Linked DNA regions of Mus musculus: regions 1, 2, 3, 5 and 6 are each linked to region 4. A link is a contact called in public HiChIP or PLAC-seq and promoter capture Hi-C data. All regions are on one chromosome and are shown on one strand. Each heading gives the region's core, a stretch centred on a gene start, on an enhancer-like site or on the middle of the called end of the contact. The rest is flanking DNA. Distances are from core to core; before and after follow the strand shown. Region 1 overlaps Vwa8 (von Willebrand factor A domain containing 8). Region 2 overlaps Vwa8 (von Willebrand factor A domain containing 8). Region 3 holds the start of Epsti1 (epithelial stromal interaction 1 (breast)). Region 4 holds the start of Akap11 (A kinase (PRKA) anchor protein 11). Region 5 overlaps Vwa8 (von Willebrand factor A domain containing 8). Region 6 has its middle 24 kb from the start of Rgcc.

The links. Promoter capture Hi-C pulls out the DNA fragments that hold promoters and counts their contacts. HiChIP or PLAC-seq counts read pairs in DNA pulled down with a chosen protein or histone mark.
Region 1: a contact with region 4 is called in an H3K27ac HiChIP or PLAC-seq map of embryonic stem cells, with 5 times the contacts expected there. The contact joins the enhancer-like site here to the promoter of Akap11 in region 4. A contact is called at or near these places in 6 of 39 promoter capture datasets (the C10 cell line, embryonic stem cells, neutrophils and 1 more), 2 of 484 Hi-C or Micro-C datasets (CD4 T cells and embryonic stem cells), 5 of 115 datasets of contacts at active chromatin or transcription factors (astrocytes, embryonic stem cells, large pre-B cells and 1 more) and 1 of 9 other capture datasets (embryonic stem cells).
Region 2: an H3K27ac HiChIP or PLAC-seq map of cardiomyocytes shows a contact between it and region 4, with 5 times the contacts expected there. The contact joins the enhancer-like site here to the promoter of Akap11 in region 4. A contact is called at or near these places in 1 of 39 promoter capture datasets (hippocampal neurons) and 2 of 115 datasets of contacts at active chromatin or transcription factors (cardiomyocytes and embryonic stem cells).
Region 3: a promoter capture Hi-C map of pre-B cells shows a contact between it and region 4, with 2.7 times the contacts expected there. The contact joins the promoter of Epsti1 here to the promoter of Akap11 in region 4. A contact is called at or near these places in 3 of 39 promoter capture datasets (the C10 cell line, pre-B cells and stem cell-derived epiblast-like cells) and 2 of 115 datasets of contacts at active chromatin or transcription factors (large pre-B cells and microglia).
Region 5: a contact with region 4 is called in a promoter capture Hi-C map of embryonic stem cells, with 4 times the contacts expected there. The contact joins the enhancer-like site here to the promoter of Akap11 in region 4. A contact is called at or near these places in 7 of 39 promoter capture datasets (the 3T3-L1 cell line, embryonic stem cells, hippocampal neurons and 1 more), 3 of 484 Hi-C or Micro-C datasets (CD4 T cells and embryonic stem cells), 7 of 115 datasets of contacts at active chromatin or transcription factors (embryonic stem cells, large pre-B cells and stem cell-derived neural progenitor cells) and 3 of 9 other capture datasets (adipose tissue, embryonic stem cells and liver).
Region 6: a contact with region 4 is called in an H3K27ac HiChIP or PLAC-seq map of embryonic stem cells, with 4 times the contacts expected there. The contact joins the enhancer-like site here to the promoter of Akap11 in region 4. A contact is called at or near these places in 4 of 39 promoter capture datasets (the C10 cell line, hippocampal neurons, liver and 1 more), 4 of 115 datasets of contacts at active chromatin or transcription factors (bone marrow-derived macrophages, embryonic stem cells and large pre-B cells) and 2 of 9 other capture datasets (adipose tissue and embryonic stem cells).

What each region holds. Positions count from the first base shown.
Region 1 is chr14:79,138,542-79,141,388 of GRCm38.p6, forward strand. The region is part of intron 37 of Vwa8 (von Willebrand factor A domain containing 8); the gene reads left to right. Among named protein-coding and RNA genes, the nearest start is that of Gm30970, 4.7 kb to the left of the region's middle. Within about 2 kb of position 1,545, at least 71 of the 459 cell types and tissues checked have an H3K27ac peak or open chromatin away from gene starts, as enhancers often do. A contact at or near this core is called in embryonic stem cells, where this site is marked.
Region 2 is chr14:79,088,332-79,091,031 of GRCm38.p6, forward strand. All of the region lies in intron 29 of Vwa8 (von Willebrand factor A domain containing 8), which reads left to right. Among named protein-coding and RNA genes, the nearest start is that of Gm30970, 46 kb to the right of the region's middle. Within about 2 kb of position 1,335, at least 119 of the 459 cell types and tissues checked have an H3K27ac peak or open chromatin away from gene starts, as enhancers often do. A contact at or near this core is called in cardiomyocytes, where this site is marked.
Region 3 is chr14:77,902,945-77,905,644 of GRCm38.p6, forward strand. It overlaps Epsti1 (epithelial stromal interaction 1 (breast)), which reads left to right and starts at 1,295. Exons shown (of 12, transcript NM_029495.2): 1 at 1,295-1,720. The coding sequence starts at 1,542.
Region 4 is chr14:78,535,603-78,538,302 of GRCm38.p6, forward strand. Akap11 (A kinase (PRKA) anchor protein 11) reads right to left here and starts at 1,258. Exons shown (of 12, transcript NM_001164503.1): 1 at 1,110-1,258.
Region 5 is chr14:79,108,130-79,110,829 of GRCm38.p6, forward strand. The region is part of intron 37 of Vwa8 (von Willebrand factor A domain containing 8); the gene reads left to right. The region is part of intron 1 of Gm30970 (a long non-coding RNA gene); the gene reads right to left. Among named protein-coding and RNA genes, the nearest start is that of Gm30970, 26 kb to the right of the region's middle. Within about 2 kb of position 1,437, at least 21 of the 459 cell types and tissues checked have an H3K27ac peak or open chromatin away from gene starts, as enhancers often do. A contact at or near this core is called in embryonic stem cells, where this site is marked.
Region 6 is chr14:79,275,943-79,278,775 of GRCm38.p6, forward strand. No RefSeq gene overlaps it. Among named protein-coding and RNA genes, the nearest start is that of Rgcc, 24 kb to the right of the region's middle. Within about 2 kb of position 1,444, at least 32 of the 459 cell types and tissues checked have an H3K27ac peak or open chromatin away from gene starts, as enhancers often do. A contact at or near this core is called in embryonic stem cells, where this site is marked.

The sequences.
Region 1 (2,847 bases), core at 295-2,794, 600 kb after region 4:
CTCCTGAGAGCTGGAGTTCTAAGTCTGCAGAGTTCCCTCCTCTAGTTCAGGGCTGGTCAGTTTGAAGAAGGATAGGGTGACGGAGTGGCCCCCCAACGGGTTTGTAACATGTTCTGATCCAGCCTTGAACTTATCGTGCCAGTCCATCACCGGGTAGCCTGCTGGTGGGAGACAAATCTCACCAGGCTCTTGTTTTAAGATACCAGGTTTTCTTTCAAGTCAGGAGGCTGAGGAAGAAGCAGTCATCTTGGAAGTTTACTGTCTTTATTACCTAGCCTGGTCCCTTGTCTGTGTGTCTGCCTTCTGGGGAGTCTGTCTAACTCCTAGTCTCTCCCTTCTACCGAAGGAGTGTTGCCCATGTTGATTGGTGCCAAGAAACAAGGCTTAATTTAGTACCCAAATAGCACAGTTCCCTCCCCTAAAGGGCTAAGCTGTGTGTAATAACCAGCCATGATAACTAGCATGCAATAATTAGTTAAGACTGAAGGCACTGTTTTTAATCACTTAGTTGGACTTTTAGTGATAGGAGCAGGGAGATCTGCCCTGCCAAGGACCTCAGGTCTCACTAACCTCTTCAGCTCTTCCTCACCTCTAAGCCCTCTGAACAAAATGGTTTGATCACAACTAATAATCATTCTTATTATTATCCTCAGACAACTGGTGCTAACTGGGATGGCCCAGGTGCAGCAGGACATAGGATTGAATGGCGATTCCAAGCAGTAGTCTACCACACAGCAGCGCTGGCCCCGCTCAAGTGGGCAGACATTACAGTAACATTCGTTTTTAAGATTCACAGGGGCTAGAAATGCTTCATTGTTAACAATGCTTGCTACTTACTCTTCCAGAGGACCTGAGTTCAGTTCCTAGCACCTGTGTCAGGTGACTCACAACCACTTGTAATTCCAGCTCCAGCGCCCCCTTCTGGCCTCTACAGGCACCTGCACACATGTGGTGGGGCAGAAGGTGAAAAATAAACTTTTTTCTTTAAACTTTACCATATAAAAACTCCTGTTCTTACTTCAGGTACTCATTATACATCTTTCCCCTGATAAAATGTCCTAGCCATGTTTTCCACCTGTATTTTGCCATAAACAGCAGTATCGCTCCCTGCCAGCACTCTATACAGGCAAGTGCTTAGAGGCCAAGACCTTCCTGGGTGGTGGGTGGTGGAGGAGCAGAGCAAGGCCACTGGGAAGGGAGGCCTCTGTGAGCAAACGGTGGGCAGGGGTCTAGACAGAGCAGGTGGAATCTCTTCCCCTGATCCAGCCTCATTGTCCTCTTTGGTTGTATCTGCCACTTATTAAGTAACAAAACAATCAGGTATTGTTGGTATTTTGATTCAAGCTCAAAATGTTACTTCCTAAAATCTCCTATAAGTTTTCACTTGTCGTCAGGATGTCCTCTGCACTGAGTGGCATTTCTTTGCTGTTATCAGGTGACAGCAGGTGTGTCTGAACAAAGCTCTCTGTCACTGAACACTGTAAAGGTTGCTGCCGTTTTTTACTGAAATTTTCACGAATGCATATACTATACGTGAGTCACACTCCTGCCGTCACTGCCCTTTCTCACCCACAGAGTGCATTTTATAAACGGCATGAAGCCAGAAGTGGGGGTTTTCAGCTAGCAAGCATGTGAGTTTTAAATCGCTGAATTCAGTACCTGTCCATTTAGGTTACTCTACCAGCACTCCAAATGATTGCTTTTTCTTGCCAGATTGGTTTATTTTCCTCCTTAGGCTAGCCACCCTTCAGCCTTACAACACTCAGGTTTATTGAGCACAGGGAATATCCTTTTAAAAAGATCATTGCGTCTCAGTTTATATAAGTCTACCAGCAGGAGCATTTATCACTCCCTAGGGGTGACTGTGAACCATGCAGGTCTGGCTGCCTGTTAAAATTTACGGCGTTTGTGACAGGCCGGGCGGGGAGCTACAGCTGAGCTCCTGCTCCGGTGACTGTCCCCTGGCTGCTGCGGCTGGGGTCACTGCCGTCAACAGGCACAGACAGAAAGGTCACTTCTCTGTTTTGTTCATGTTGAGAAACGCGTTAGATAATTATCTGTCTTTTGTTGTCTAAGAAGAATAGGCGCATGGGAGGGGTGTCCTTTCCTTTCCTTGAATTTTCCCCACTGGGCTCCCTAAAACAGAATGGCTGTGCACACAGTCCACACAAAGAGCACAGCACTCCAGAGATGACCCACCCATTGGTCAGGATCTGAGAGTCTTTGTTCTCAAGGAGATACCTCACCATAGGCCAGCCTTCCTCAGGGTCTGGAAAGCCTCCGTCCTTTAAACAACCATCCCAAAGGTTGTGTTCCGTGGAAAGTTACAACAATGTATACCTCACCTGTGGGTCGTGGGCATGGTTTCAACCCTGCACACACACACCAGCAGGGACAGGTTTGCCATGGATAAAGCACCCTGGATGGATGGGACTCTTGTCACAGGCAGTGGGGACAGCCTGCTGGGAGACTGCTGAGAAGCAAAAGCAGGTGCTGTATGGAAGCCAGGCTCACTTTTGGAAGGCCAGTCACATGGTGGCTCTTCTCCAATCCACATACTTGGAATTCATCCAGAATGCAGACTTTGCTGCTCTGACCTCACCTGATCCCTCTCACAGCCAGCAAGCTATCTTTACCTCTAAACAGACAGCCATGGGCTACAAACCCTCCAGTCAAAGGAACATACGGAGATTGTCGGAAATTCTTTTGAGATTGAAAATGTCTTTTAAGCCCAGTCTCTCTGAGGAGTTCTATAATGTCTGCATGTCTCTGAGACCCAAAGCCCCACCACACACACACACACACACACACACACACACACACACACACACACGACATAGTTCCTTG
Region 2 (2,700 bases), core at 85-2,584, 550 kb after region 4:
GCCAGTTCAGACCTTCTTACAGTGAGCCCTCCAAAAAATATTGATAGCCTGGAGGAGGGTGAAGGTCATAAGTGATTGACCCTAGGTGCATTTTGACGGGATAGCTGGCAGGACTTCCTAACAGAACAGGCATGTGGAGGGAGTTCCAGGACAGCCCCCAGAGCATCTCAGTGAGACCCTACCTCAAACAAACGGATGGAAAGCATGAAGTCCTGAGTTCAGATCCTTATCCCACATAAGAGCTTTACAACCAGGAGAATCCACCAGAGACAGCACCTGTCAGGGGGAATTTAAATTTAATAAGCTAACCAAATTTGGATGAGACTCAGAAGTGGAAGTATTTATTCAAACAGTTCCCCAGATTTTCAGCTTGTCACATTAACAGAAATTTACACATACAAATTCTGTAAAACTATTAGTTTTTAGATGCTCAGCTCCTGTTTTATTTCACAAAAGACCCAATTGTTTGGCAACATTGTAGACTAATTTTTTTTGTAGACTAATTGTTTTGTTCAGTGATTTTCATCAAGGAAATAAGGTTTTCATTGTAGAGCTGTACTTGACTGGCACAGCCTGTGCCTGGCCCGGAGGCATTCTCAGACCCTGTCTGACTTCTGCATCCTGAGTGACATCTGAGGTATCTTTCCGCTGCCTCTCCTCTCCCTCTTCACACAGGTTGTTCCAGTTGACTGTTTTAGAAAATGGTGCAGCCAGGCTGAGCCGTGGTGATGCACACCTTTAATCCCAGCACACGAGAGGTAGAGGCAGGTGGATCTCTGATTTCGAGGCCAGCCTGGTCTGCAGAGCAAGCTCCAAGACAGCCAGGGCTACACAGAGAAACTCAGTCTGGGGTCAGGGTGGGGGTGGGGTGGGGCAAATGGAGCAGTTTAACTAGTGGTATAAAAATGTGGGCTGCCCTCGAGTCCTTCTTCCTGATTCTGGAAGAACTGAAGACAGAGTTGAAAGGGACACAGTGCAGCCACAAATAAATCTGTCCCTTATCATTTTAAAATAAAGTTTTGCTGTAGATGCATCCTCCTGGTTAGTTGGAAAGTTGTTCAAAAATTCCTTACTAAAATAAAATCTTAAGTGAGGACAGGAAAACTAAAAATAACGGCCTTGCCCTGCCCCTGTTCCCAAGGGTTCCTTCAGTCCATCTGCTTAGCCTTTAGTGTTTCAGACTTGGGCATGGGGGCCATCTGAAGGTCACTCTTCTCCCAGTCAGATACAAACACAAGAAAATGGCTCAGTTGCTCCTCTACCCTGCCCCCAGCTCAAGCAGTGCCAAAGCCACAGTTTCTTGTACTCATGTGTGACGTGAGTTTCTATTTTTAAGCACAGGCAGAATATATCATTAGTCATTTACAGAAGGAACCCATTAACATCTAAAAGGATGGAGCCACAGAGTTCCTTCAGGCTGCCAAGTGTTGGTGGAAGCCATTCTCAGCCCACGGGGCAGTGCACTTTGGCTGTGGACACATGTGCTAGGAAATAAAAGTTGTGTGTGTGTGTGTGAGTGTGTGAGTGTGTGTGTGTGTGTGTGTGTGTGTGTGTAACTTAGCAGGACAGTGCTCAGGTCATGTATGCCCAGTTAGGAAGATGTAGGTTTTTTTTTTTTTGTTTGTTTGTTTGGTTTGGTTTGGTTTGGTTTGGTTTTGAACCTAGAAGAGGAAGGGAAATGGAAATTACAGTGAATTCTCTGTGTAATCATCTGCTCATTCTTTATTTTTAAGGGGGGACACTTTACTTTAGGACTTCCTTTAGTAGCAGATGGCTTAAGAGCTAAGGATTTATGACAGAGTTGTATGTATTTATCATGCAAGAAACATTTTCTCTATTAAAAGCTACCCAAAAAGAATTTAACCTAGAACAAAGACCTGGTAAATTTTTAACTTGCTTTTATGCTTTCTTTTTCAATTATTTTCATGTTTATGTATGTGTCAAGGTCACAGGATGATGTCTACTGTCCCTATGGGCCTCACTCTGCCTTATATAGTGAAGCAGGCTCTCTCACATGTGCCCAGAGCACACAGGCTCATCTGGTCTAGCTCACTAGATTGCCTGGCAAATCCCAGTTCTACCTCAAAAATGCTGGAAGTCCAGGTAGCCACCATGCTAGGCTTTTATGGCTTTTATGATTCTGGGGACCCAAGCTCTGCTCCTTGTACTTGCTGATCAAACACTGTTCCCACAGACTTGTCTCCTCTGCCCTTGTTTTTATAATTGTAGAAGGAAAAGCTTCTTGCTCTCACCACCATTTTAGAAATATTCAAATACCAGTAAACAAGACTTCTTGGGCTAGATGTTATTCTAAAGAGTATGTCTACTGTAGGTTCTTAATAGAGAGTCAGAAAACGATGCAACTTTAGGTGTGTCAAGGTCTCATCTTAAATAGAATAAAACAGAGTTTGTTCTGTAGCCATTAGAAGTGATCATGGCCCCAGGGAACACGGGTTTAGGTTTCCCCAAATTCCATGTCCAACGTGGAAGCGGGTTCGTGAAGTTTTTAGAGTTTTACAGAGCAAAGAAAGTCATGAATCAGATCAAGTTTAAAAACCAGCTTCTTTGAAATCTTTGAAGATATTTAATCTTTTCTAGCTTTCTCTATTTTAAATCCCTATTGCATATATTCCAGTTCATAAGTCCAATGCTTAGGTTTATTTCCTTTCTTGAAAAAAAATTCCTGAGAGATTGTTACTG
Region 3 (2,700 bases), core at 45-2,544, 630 kb before region 4:
TAATACACATCTCTGGCCTAGCTTTACTAACCAGGTCCTCAGTTTTTCTTCCTGTTATTAACCTGTTCATTTTTCCATCTCGCCTTCACTTTGACTTTCTCAAGCTCTATGGAGAGCCCCCCTGCCCCTGCCTCCACCCCCCTGTTGCCGGTTCTTCCCCCGCTGGCCCACCCCCATTGCCGTCTACATTGCCTTCAGCACTGGTTCATAGAATGGTCTTGGATCAGCCTCACTGAGAACTGTTGGAAGGGCAATTCCTTAGGCCCACTCCAGAGCTGAACTCTAGGGTAAGCACCTACATACCCGTTCTAACACACCCATCATGTGGTTCTAATCCTCTCTGAGCTTTGAGACGCTCTGGCCCACTTAACCAAGCCCCAACACCTCCTCGTTGTGGTGTGTGCAGCAGACTATGCACTCCAATGGCCACTGCCTTCTCCCTTCCTATTTTACCACTTGCACTTAACGACCTTTCAGTTTTATTCTCTTATTAGCTATCCAACATGCATTTGTCTTTCTGCTCTAAGCACCAATAATAAATAAACCAAGACAGTGAAACTTCTGGGCGGCCAGTTGCCAAGCAGAAAGGCTCTGCCGTAGGACGTCACCTGGATGGGTACACACCACATAATTTTATAGCAGAAGCCCTGTCATAATGCCCTACCACCACCACCCCAGCCACACAGTCACATCAGGATTTTCTGGAACCTTAAAAACAAAACTAAACAAACAAAGGATGCCAGAACATAGTCCAAGACCTATGGAAATAGTCTTGTAAACCTGGTCTTTGTTTTTAACGTTTCAACAGAGCTGGATCACTGGAAGCTGTGCTTAGGACCGGCATTCAATCCGTCGGTTTTTGAATGCTTAGTCAATCACTTAGAGAGGCTAACAGGCCCTCGGCTCTGCCTATCCCTCAGCTCGCCTCTCCAGCTCTGCTGTTTTGTTTGTTTGTTTGTTTGTTTGTTTTTCTTTCTTCTGATTTCACTTTCCACTTCCTCTGACCGCCAAACAGCAGCCACAACTAACAAACGGAACTATTCTTTTTCTGTTCCATTGCTTTTAGTTATTGTCCTAATCTATGGGGACTCAAGGTAATATGTCCCCGGGTGTCCAGCTTCTGACAGTGACCTCAAATCAGGGACACCCCTTAAACAGCTCAAGTTTCTCCAGGTTTCTGGCTATTTTGCACCAGCTTAGAAGCTTCCCAAGGCTCATCATAATGATCTCTGGTGCTCTCTGCAGTGGCTATGAATCCCTGAGCCCGATCACCTGCAGCTGGGTGAACCAGCTCAGTTCTTCAGCCTTGCTAGAGGCAGGCTCAGCCCAGGAAGCTAACCTGTGAGAAAGTCCAAGGGTGTCCGGGTAGAGAATGAATGAGGAAGTTCTCTGAACCCAGCGGGTGGTTAAAGAGAAATCGAAACTCAGCTGTTAAAACCGCTCTCCTTGCTCTTCAGAACCCCTTCCTCGAGCCTCCTTAGAAGCCCTTACCAGCATCCGTCCCTCAAAGGCTGTGGCCAGGACCCCACGGGCTGTGGACCATGTACACCCGCAGTAAGGTGGTGGGCCCAGGCTTGGGCACTTCCTCCATCTCTCGGGACCACGCTGGAGCTGGGCAGCGCAGGGAGCTGGGCTTGCAGCAAAACCGGAGACAGAGTTTGGAGGTGGCAGCTCCCGAGGGCCCCAAGATGGAGAGGCAGGGGCATGCTGACCAGGGAAGGTAAGTATTTGCAAGCTGCCTTGGAAGCAGGAAGTCCTGTTCCCGAATATAATCAGGCCCCAGGTACCTTCCTGGTCTTTGGAGTTTGAAATCACAGAGGCTTAATAACAGGGATTTTGAAAGAGTTATATATCATTTACCTCTTTAAAATCACCTAGGAATTGATTTATTATGCCTTGCACCTGCCTGTTTGCAGACCTTTATAGCAGATTCTCACCCCCAGTCCACTGATTCTTAAGACTGGCTCAAGGATTAAAAGATGAATACATGCAACCTGGGCTTTTCATTCTTTATGAAAGTAAGTTTTTCTTTACTAGAGAAAGGGGTGGCGGCTCTAAATGGGACTACCATGCTAGAATAAAGGCAAGAAGGAGCGTGATGCAGAGGGTCCAGATAGCCTTAAAGCTATCTGGAAGTTCTCTAATGGTCTAACTTAAAGTTTCCATCAGTACAGCTGGGAGTGAGGACCCCAGACGCTCAAGATTGGATTGCATGCTAAGCAAAGCAGGGACTCATAGGAGGCGTTTATTCTTGATCTGCTGTTTAAGGACTGACGGTGGCATCCTGAACTCGAGCTCCCCCCCCCAATTTTTTATTAGATATTTTCTTCATTTACATTTCAAATGCTATCCCGAAAGTCCCCTATACCCCCCCCCCCGCTTCCCTACCCACCCACTCCCACTTCTTGGCCCTGGTGTTCCCCTGTATTGGGGCATATAAAGTTTGAAAGCAAGCTTTGTAGAACACCAGCGACCCTCTCCTTGCACGGGGTGGAATGGGCTTTTTTTTTTCCCACTCAGCACCATGGTTTGAAGTGCCGCCTCTGTGAATTAGAACTGTACAAATGGTTTTATTTTTAGTTTCCCTGCTTTGCAGCGACTTCTTTGTTGCAAGAAAGACAAATGCTGGTTGCTAAGGAACAGCTACCTAACCTTATGACCAATACACACTAGCACTAGAGATTCTTTCATCCCCATGTC
Region 4 (2,700 bases), core at 8-2,507:
CCTGGAATTCAGAGGCTTGAGAAGGCTAGCAAATCTCTCACTACAGTTCTGGGCCTCCAACTTCAGAATCTTCAACAACTGAGAAACATCACTGGGCACAGAGTATATACTGCCAATTCCTTTCCAGGCAGATCAGTTGAGCAGTTCTGTAGCTATCTACATTAGCCACAGCTCAGCTTATAAACCCACGTCTTCCCCAATTCCCTCATATCCCTTCATCCCTCATAAGTCAGTTACTAACTACACAACTAATTGCTTAATTTACTGCCAACCTATGATTCACAATCCTGCCTGGAAAACACAATCAAGTATGAATAACCAGGTTATTCCTTGAAAAAAATGCTTCTATAGTTTGAAAGATTAGGTGGGACTATTGAAAATGACATCAATCATACTAGGCTGCCTTTTACCAGCACACACACCAACACATACACACACACACACCAAGCAAACACAAAGACATTAAAACAAAATCACCTTTGCATGAATAAATACTCCATCTTTCCTGATGCCCTTATTTTATATATTTTCATACATAACAAAATTGAGTACCAATATAAATAACACTGCTAACAAGGTGAGAAAGATGCAAAGGAAAACAAGCGATTTAGAAGCAAATGGATAATCACAAGGCTATAAAAGAACTGCGAATATTAACTCCAGTATGCGCCAAGGCCATTAGCGATGTGTCTCAGCAGTATTGCTCACCGCAAAATGCCTTAATGCCTAAAGCTAAGCCACCTCCAACTAATAGGGTTTTTTTTTCTTTTCTTTTCTTTTTAAAGACCGTAGGCAGAGCTAAAGGACTGTCACCAAGCTATACCAGGGGTTTAGACTGTACTGTCACTGTGGTCTGGCCAGCCCATTTTCTATTTGATAGCGCAATTCGGATGCTTGGCCAGCCTGGAGGCGACGTGACAGCGATGCAAACAGCGGCATCTGGGGTTAGGGCAGCGCCGGGGACCTGGGTTCGGACGCTGACAGGGAAGGATGCTGCTGCGGAGGACAAAGTGCACCGTCCTCCCGCCCGCGCCCCACGCAGCGAGGCCACGGCGCCCGGCCGCAGTCTGGACCCGGCCCTCTGGCTCCCGGTTCCCTGCCCCGCTCACCAGGCGGCACAGCCTCTCAGCTCCCGGGCATGTCAGCCTCCCGTCACGGCCCGCAACGCCCGGTGGCGCGAGCCGCAGCGCAGCGGCGCTCCCCCTCGCCCGCCCCAGCCCGCGACGCCACCGCCGCCGCCTCCCCACGCCGCCCACTCACTCTCGCGAGAGCCGTCGCACCTCTCGCGAGAACGACCCCGTGGCCGAGCCCGCGCAAAAGGAACAAGGGGTGGGGGGAAAATATCTTCCCACGTGCTCTGGAGGGCAAAGCTGCGGGTCGCCCGTCACGTGACGCGGAGGCGCCCTCTCCATTGGCCAGGCGGCCCTCGGCCCGTGGGAGCTTTAAACCTCGAGCTGACCTACGAACTCTCGGCTGACGTCTTGCGCGCTTCCTGGTGCGTTGCCTTGGGAACGGCTTAACCCTTTCCTCTGGCAAGCGCCCGAGCCCAGGATGCTGGCATCCCATCCGCCACCCTTAGACCTTCCTGGGGCTGGTTTCCCACAGCCAGTGGCAGCCCACGACATCAGGGGTCCAGACACAGCCCATCCTTCAGAATGGGTCTGCCCGGTTCCCAACATCATCAGGGGAAACCACTGAGGAAGCCTTGGGCCCAATCGGAACCTCTGGAGTCAGTCTAAAGGGCAGTGCACTTCCCAACCCCACGGGCCATTGAAATTGGAAAATAAGGCTTTGACCACCAAGAAGCCTAGCCTTGGGTGACAAGCTGTGTGATTCCTGTTTAAATCAGAGGAATCGGTGCAGTCATGTTGCATGGTCTCCTCAAGGACATACGGTCCTCAAACTGGCCGAGAGATGAGAAGGACATTTTGAAGTAGATGCTCCTTATTTGTTTTATCCTCTTTAGGGGAGAGAGACAAGAAAGAGTACAGTCATATCTTCGTTCTCTTCAACAGCTTTTGGCTGCTTTCCTTACACGTTTTAGGCATAATTCCAGGTTGTCTATTGAACACTATGAAGACAAATAGATTAGGTTGTTGAGAGCTGGGGCCGGGTTGGGGGAGGGGGTGGATATCTGTAGGTGTTAACTCGCAGATTATCATCATCTGATGGTGGTGGTTACAATTGGGCCACTGCTTGGGGGTGGTGCCCTTGTGGGAGGAAAGATTCAGGCAGTGATTTGGATAGCAGCCCTACATCGCTAGCAGAAAGTAGAATAATTCACAAGCCCCAAATCCGGATCTAATCTAGCACATTTGAATAACAAGAAATAAACTTGGGATGATAATAGAGGCTAGATCCCTTACTGCTTCATCAACCAAGAAAAGAACTGGGAGTTTAGTCTACAATGAAAAGCTTTGACCTCTTAAAGGGGGGAACAATAACAATTAGTTTAAAAAAAAAAACAAAAAACTAGTAAGCTCTTCCCTGTAGAGAGTGAATTTTACGGAAGCTGAAACAACAAGGAACTCGTCCAGGTAAAAGACAATCCTGTGAGAACCAATTTCCAATGACCTTGACAGTCTCCAAAATGTGTTAAGTCAGAGCCCTAAGCGCTGGCTGCTGACTTGTATTTAAAATATGTAGATTTTTTTTTTTTTTTATCATTTTGTTGTTTTAAACTACTTGAGAAGCGAATGG
Region 5 (2,700 bases), core at 187-2,686, 570 kb after region 4:
CGAAAGAAAGTGTTCAACTGGGCTCATGGTTCTGGAGGGTTAGGGTCCCCGAGAGCAGGAACAGCTGACCACTCACATCTAAGCCACAGCAGGAGCTGTGACACTGGGGGTGGCTGGAAGCTCTTTAAACCTCAAAGCCCAGCCCCAGTGGCACACTTCCTCCAACGACATCACACCTCCCAATCCTTCCCAAACAGTTCCACCACTTGTGCATGTGCCTGTGTGGAACACTCTCACCCAAACGCCAATGGCTACCTAATGGTTGGCAGATTTGTTTGTTTGTTTTTAGTGAGGAAAAGCTAATGCAAGTCTATCTTCTTTTTTATCTTATGTTTACTGCTTAAAACAATTTTTCAATTTAAATTTATTTTGATCATGTTTTCCCCTCCCCAAGTCCTTCTAGATCTTTTCCCCCCTTGAGTTTTTTCTCAAGACAAACAAAAGCCAGTGCAGCAACAAAATCCTCCAGTCCAGGAAAACAAAATAAAACACTACCCAAACAGAAAAGACTCACCAAACTGTAAACCAAGTAAAAAGTACATGTCTACACACACACACACACACACACACACACACACACACACACACACAGAGTGGATTCTATTATATGTTGGTCAACTACTCCTCATCATGAGGCCTGAGGACCTGGAGTGAATGATATACCCAATGTCTCAGAAAAAAAAAAAACCAAAAACAAAAACAAAAAACGGATTTTCCCGCCAGCAGGTGTAAGTGACAGTTCTGTTGTCAATGGTTGGCCATTTCTAGCCATTAGCTCAGTAGTTTTGCAGTTTTAAGAGTTCAGTTGGACAAGAAAGCCTATTTTCAGATATAATTGCTACTCTTCTATTTAAACTTAACTTTTTCCCAATATCCAAGCAGCTATCTTAAGATCTTTTAGTGATATACAGTGCTCTGTTCAGTTTTCAAAGAAAGCATGGTCCACTTATTCTTTGTTCTTTGCTTTGGCCAATAACTCTGGAGACAGGCTGCTTCCGTGTGTCACTGTTACAGAATGCTTCAAGCCTTGTGTGATTGTTGTTGTGAAATGTAAATCGGCAATAGCAGGAGCTGGGAGTTCTGGGCAGCCAGTGCTGAAGTGCTGAGGCATCCCCTGAACAATCTTGCCACTCAAAAGGCTTAGTATAAAAGAAAGTTTATTGTCAGGGAAAGAGTGGGGATCAGGGACCTGGAAATGGGTAGAGGCAGAGAAGGGACAGAGAAGGACAGAAATTGAGAAACAAGGGGAGGAGAGAGAGAGAGAGAGAGAGAGAGAGAAAGAGAGAGAGAGAGAGAGAGAAAGAGAGAGGCAGAGAGAGGCAGAGAGAGGCAGAGAGAGGCAGAGAGAGGCAGAGAGAGGCAGAGGGGCTGGGCTAGCAGGCAGTCCTGTTTATGGGCACCTGGTTCACACCTGGCAGGCAGTGACACAAGCTGTTGCTAGATCACTGTTGGGAGGAGCCCAGCAGAATTGTCTGCAAGCCAACACTTACACACGTGCTGTCTGTGGGAATCTCCTTTTCCCAGAAAAGCAATGCCTTTCACAGTCTTTTGCAATTTCCTGCTGTATCTCTATTCATGTATAAGTACACCTGGCTTTTACTGTTTGCTTACATGGTGACCCTTGGGCTATGCCTATAATCACTTTTCTATTGTTTATTCCTGCTAGAGAAATCCATAGGAGTAACTTTTGGTTCTGTAAGATTCTCAGGAGTACCTACTGAGAATGTAAGCTCTCCTGGCAGGTGTTCCTAGGATCTGCTGATAAGATGGCTGTCCTGGCCACTGCGGACAGGGGGTGCTAATGATGTATGCCAAGTTCTGTGGTGTAAACCTTTCCTCCCTACTGTTCCAGCTACCAGAGGTTAATGGTCTATTTACAAAATTCCGGGATATTGTGTATGCAGTGATCTCTCACAGGCAGGTAGGGTTTGGTTCCTATGTGCCATCAGCTGAACTATCTTTATGCCCAATCCTTTGAAAACTGATGGTTTCTAAAAAGAAGGCAGACTGCACTGTGTTGTGGATAGCCCTGGGGCTGATTATATTTGATGTTAATTCCGTTCTCTAGTGAGTGCTTGTGAACGAGGAATGAGTCAGCACTCAGGTGATTTCCTGTAAACCTGCTTCCCACCTTCATTTGTGAAATAAAGGAGAGCTGATGCTTGGGCAGGTAAAAGGGAAGGTGGAGCAGAAGGTGGGGAGAGAGAAGGAGGTTTGAGAGAAAGGCAGTGCAGAGGAGGAGGAAGAAAATAAAGCAGAGCAGAAGCTCATGGCCTGGAGAAACCACAAGTTCTAAGGGATCTCATAAGATGTGGAAGATGGTAGTGTAGTGGCAGATCTGCCCAATCTAGGCGCACAGCATGTAATCATATTAACTGAGTTGTGTTGTCATTGCCAGGGCATATTTGGGTTGGAGATTTACTGCAACACAAGTGTCTTGCTCTCTCTGGGAAATATAGAAACCACGGTTGTCTCAACTACAGATAGCAGTGTCTTTTAGAAACAAAAAACAAAAACAACAACAACAAAAAATAAAGCAAAGCAAAACAGAGAAACAAAGAAAATCCTTTTTTCCTGTCCAGTGCTGGATTGAACAGAGCCTCACACATCCCAGGCAGATGCTCTCAAGCCCATCCCCAGCCTAGTCATACCCCAGGAGCAACATCTGCGGTTGAGCAAAGAATTAGAAAGAAGACTGCC
Region 6 (2,833 bases), core at 194-2,693, 740 kb after region 4:
AAAGCAAAGGAAGAGATGAGAGAAGCTGTGCTTTATATGTCAGAAAGGTAGACAAGCTTAGCAAGGAAGGTTGGCAAGCCACTGCCTGCAAGGCTGTTGGGGCTCCTGGGTGTGGAAATGAGGGATCAGGAGTCAGGCAGATTCCCCGAGACAGACAGAGAGGGAGAGTGTCCATAACTCGCTAATAAAGCACATCGGCTTCCAAGATGGCGGGCTTCTTCCCTACCCTGGGTTAACATTTCTTCTAGGCTCCGCCCTACAGTTGCCTAGCAACAGCCTGGCTCACCTATAAAAAACTGTTCTGGTTTCTCTGTCTCCCTCCCTCCCCTCCCTCTCCCTCTCCTCCCTTCCTTCCTCTTCCCCCCTCACTCCCTGTCTTTTCTCTCTACTCCCATCATCTCTCTCCCCTCCTCCTCCTCCCCCACCCCCATCCTCCCACCTCCATGTTCCTTGCAGCAGCGTGTATGTGTGTGTGTGTGGGGGGGGGGGGGTTTCTTCCCCTGTTTCCCTCTCCTCTCCTGTCCTTCTCTGTCCCCTTTCTTTCTCTGCCTCAATTCCCTTCCCCACAAACCCTTCCCAAATAAACGTCATTTCATACTAGACCCTGACGGGATGATACCAGGGTGGCAGGGGTGCCTCAGCATGGGCCCGCTAAGGCACCCCTCCTACTGCATCATGTCACCGAATCACAAAAGTATCACCCTTCTGACCTGAGACAAAGGCCTGAGAGGCGTTTCCTCCCACCAATAGGGGTCTCCGGTCTGTGGAACTGCCTGACAAGTTCAAGGCCAGACCACACGGTGTGTTTACCCCAAACCTATGGGCATATTAGCCTCCAAGTCTGTGTTCTAACTGACCAACCCTAAACTGAAGGAGGAAGATCCCCTCATAAGGACCCTTGAAACTACCAAGCTTGCTGGGCAATGGTGGTTCACACCTTTAATCTCAGTACTTGCCAGGCAGATCTCAGAGTTTGAGGCCAGCCTCGTCTACAAAGCAAACTCCTGGACACAAGAGAAACCCTGTTTCAAAACAAAACAAACAAACAAACAAACAAAACAAGCAAACAAACAAAAAAGCAAAACAAAAGCAAACCATCAACCTTCGAGGAGAAACCAGGCCTCAGCTTCCAGACTCCACCCTCTTGCTTTGCCCAGGGTCTTTATCTCTGAGTGTCCTGATGATGAGTGCACCCACCTGTGCATTTCCTCATTCCTAATAAATGTCTTTACCAGCTGATTCTGTCTGCTTCCCTCTGATACATCTAAGATTTACCTACTGTCTATTTTCCTGATTCTTAATTCATTAACTGGCAGGGGAAAAAAAAAAACCTAACAGAACCATCTAGGTAACAAAGTACATTGTTTCTTTAAGGAGATAGTTATTCCCCCACCCGCTCATTCAGGTAAATCAGCCTTCCTGCGGAGCTGTCCAGACACATGACTGAAAGTCCCAGCTTGTTTCACCCTTGACAGAGACAACCCTATGTAATGCTCTGGTCTCCAGGGCAGTTTACAATGTCATGCCCACTCTGTCACTTAACTCTGGGTCTCTTGCTCCCTCCTTGACAATAAGGGAAGTGGCTGAAGCAGAGAGGTTTTAAATTGCCACTGGCCAGTTGTGCAGGACAGCTCTTTTGAAGGAAGGCTTTACTCCCAACCCTCCTGTTTTCTGTCTGTCTCTCTCCTGAATTACACAACCAAAAGTACCAGAAAGTAGGAGCCCAGACTCCAAGGACAGAAGCAAGCCAGGTATTTGACATCTTAAAAGAAAGAAAGCAGTGACTGTTGGGGCCCTCTTGATTCTCTGGAGGAAATGCTAATCTGACCTTTTAGACAAGCTCTTTATTCTCACTGAGGACAGTCTGTCTTTCAAAATGGGCCTTAGTAGATACTCGGGGATGGGTTCTGGATCTGGGGACAGACAAGACAAAAACAGCAGATCTCACAGGCGTGGAGAGCCACCAGTACAGAAGCACTGGCTCACAGCTGTCCATTAAACAAAACAAGCAAACAAAGAAACAGTGACAGTTGTCTTAGCCTGGCTTTGCTGGCCACCTCCGTCCAGCTAGCTGCCTGCCTGCCGGGTGAAGAGCTGTTCTCTGCTTTCTCTGACGAGGCTTCTTTTATTTCCTCACCTTTCTGGAAGGACCCAGATTTCATTTTCCCTTGTACCTTGGGTCCCCAGGGGCCAGCCGCGACCTGTTTCCTAACCTCTCCGCTGGCTCTATACTTAGCACAATAGGGCTTCCTCTCAAGGTGACCTCCCTTCCCAAATGTTTTTCTTCTCTGAGCTTAAGGCTCCCTGGCCTTCGGCCCTAGGCAACCTTTCTTATCTGCACCCAAGCACCTAGTGAATGGATGTCCTTCAGGGAACAGTTAACAGTTGGGTCAGCACGGATCCCCTAAGATTTGGTGGTTCCTTCTGAAATCAATCCCCAAGATCTTGATTTCACCCGCCTGGTTTTTAATTTATGGGATCTGTTGTCTTTCTTTCTTTCTTTCTTTCTTTTTGTTTGTTTGTTTGTTTGTTTGTTTTTCAAAATAAGGTATTGCCTTGGCTGTCCTGTATGCGCCTGCCCCTGCCTCCCCAGTGCTCAGACTAAAGCCTTATGCCTTATGCCTCCACCTCTGGCTGCTTGTTTACTTGGTTTTTGCTTGTGTTTGGTTTTGTTTTTTTGTTTGTCTAAGAGATACAACATCTGATAGGTACCTAATTCTTAGGAAATAGCCTTCATCTTCTAGTCTCTAAAACGAGGAGATTGGGCTAAATTCCTTTTTGTTTGCTGGCTTGTTTTGTTTATATCAGTTTATTTGTTTATATCAGTTCAAAG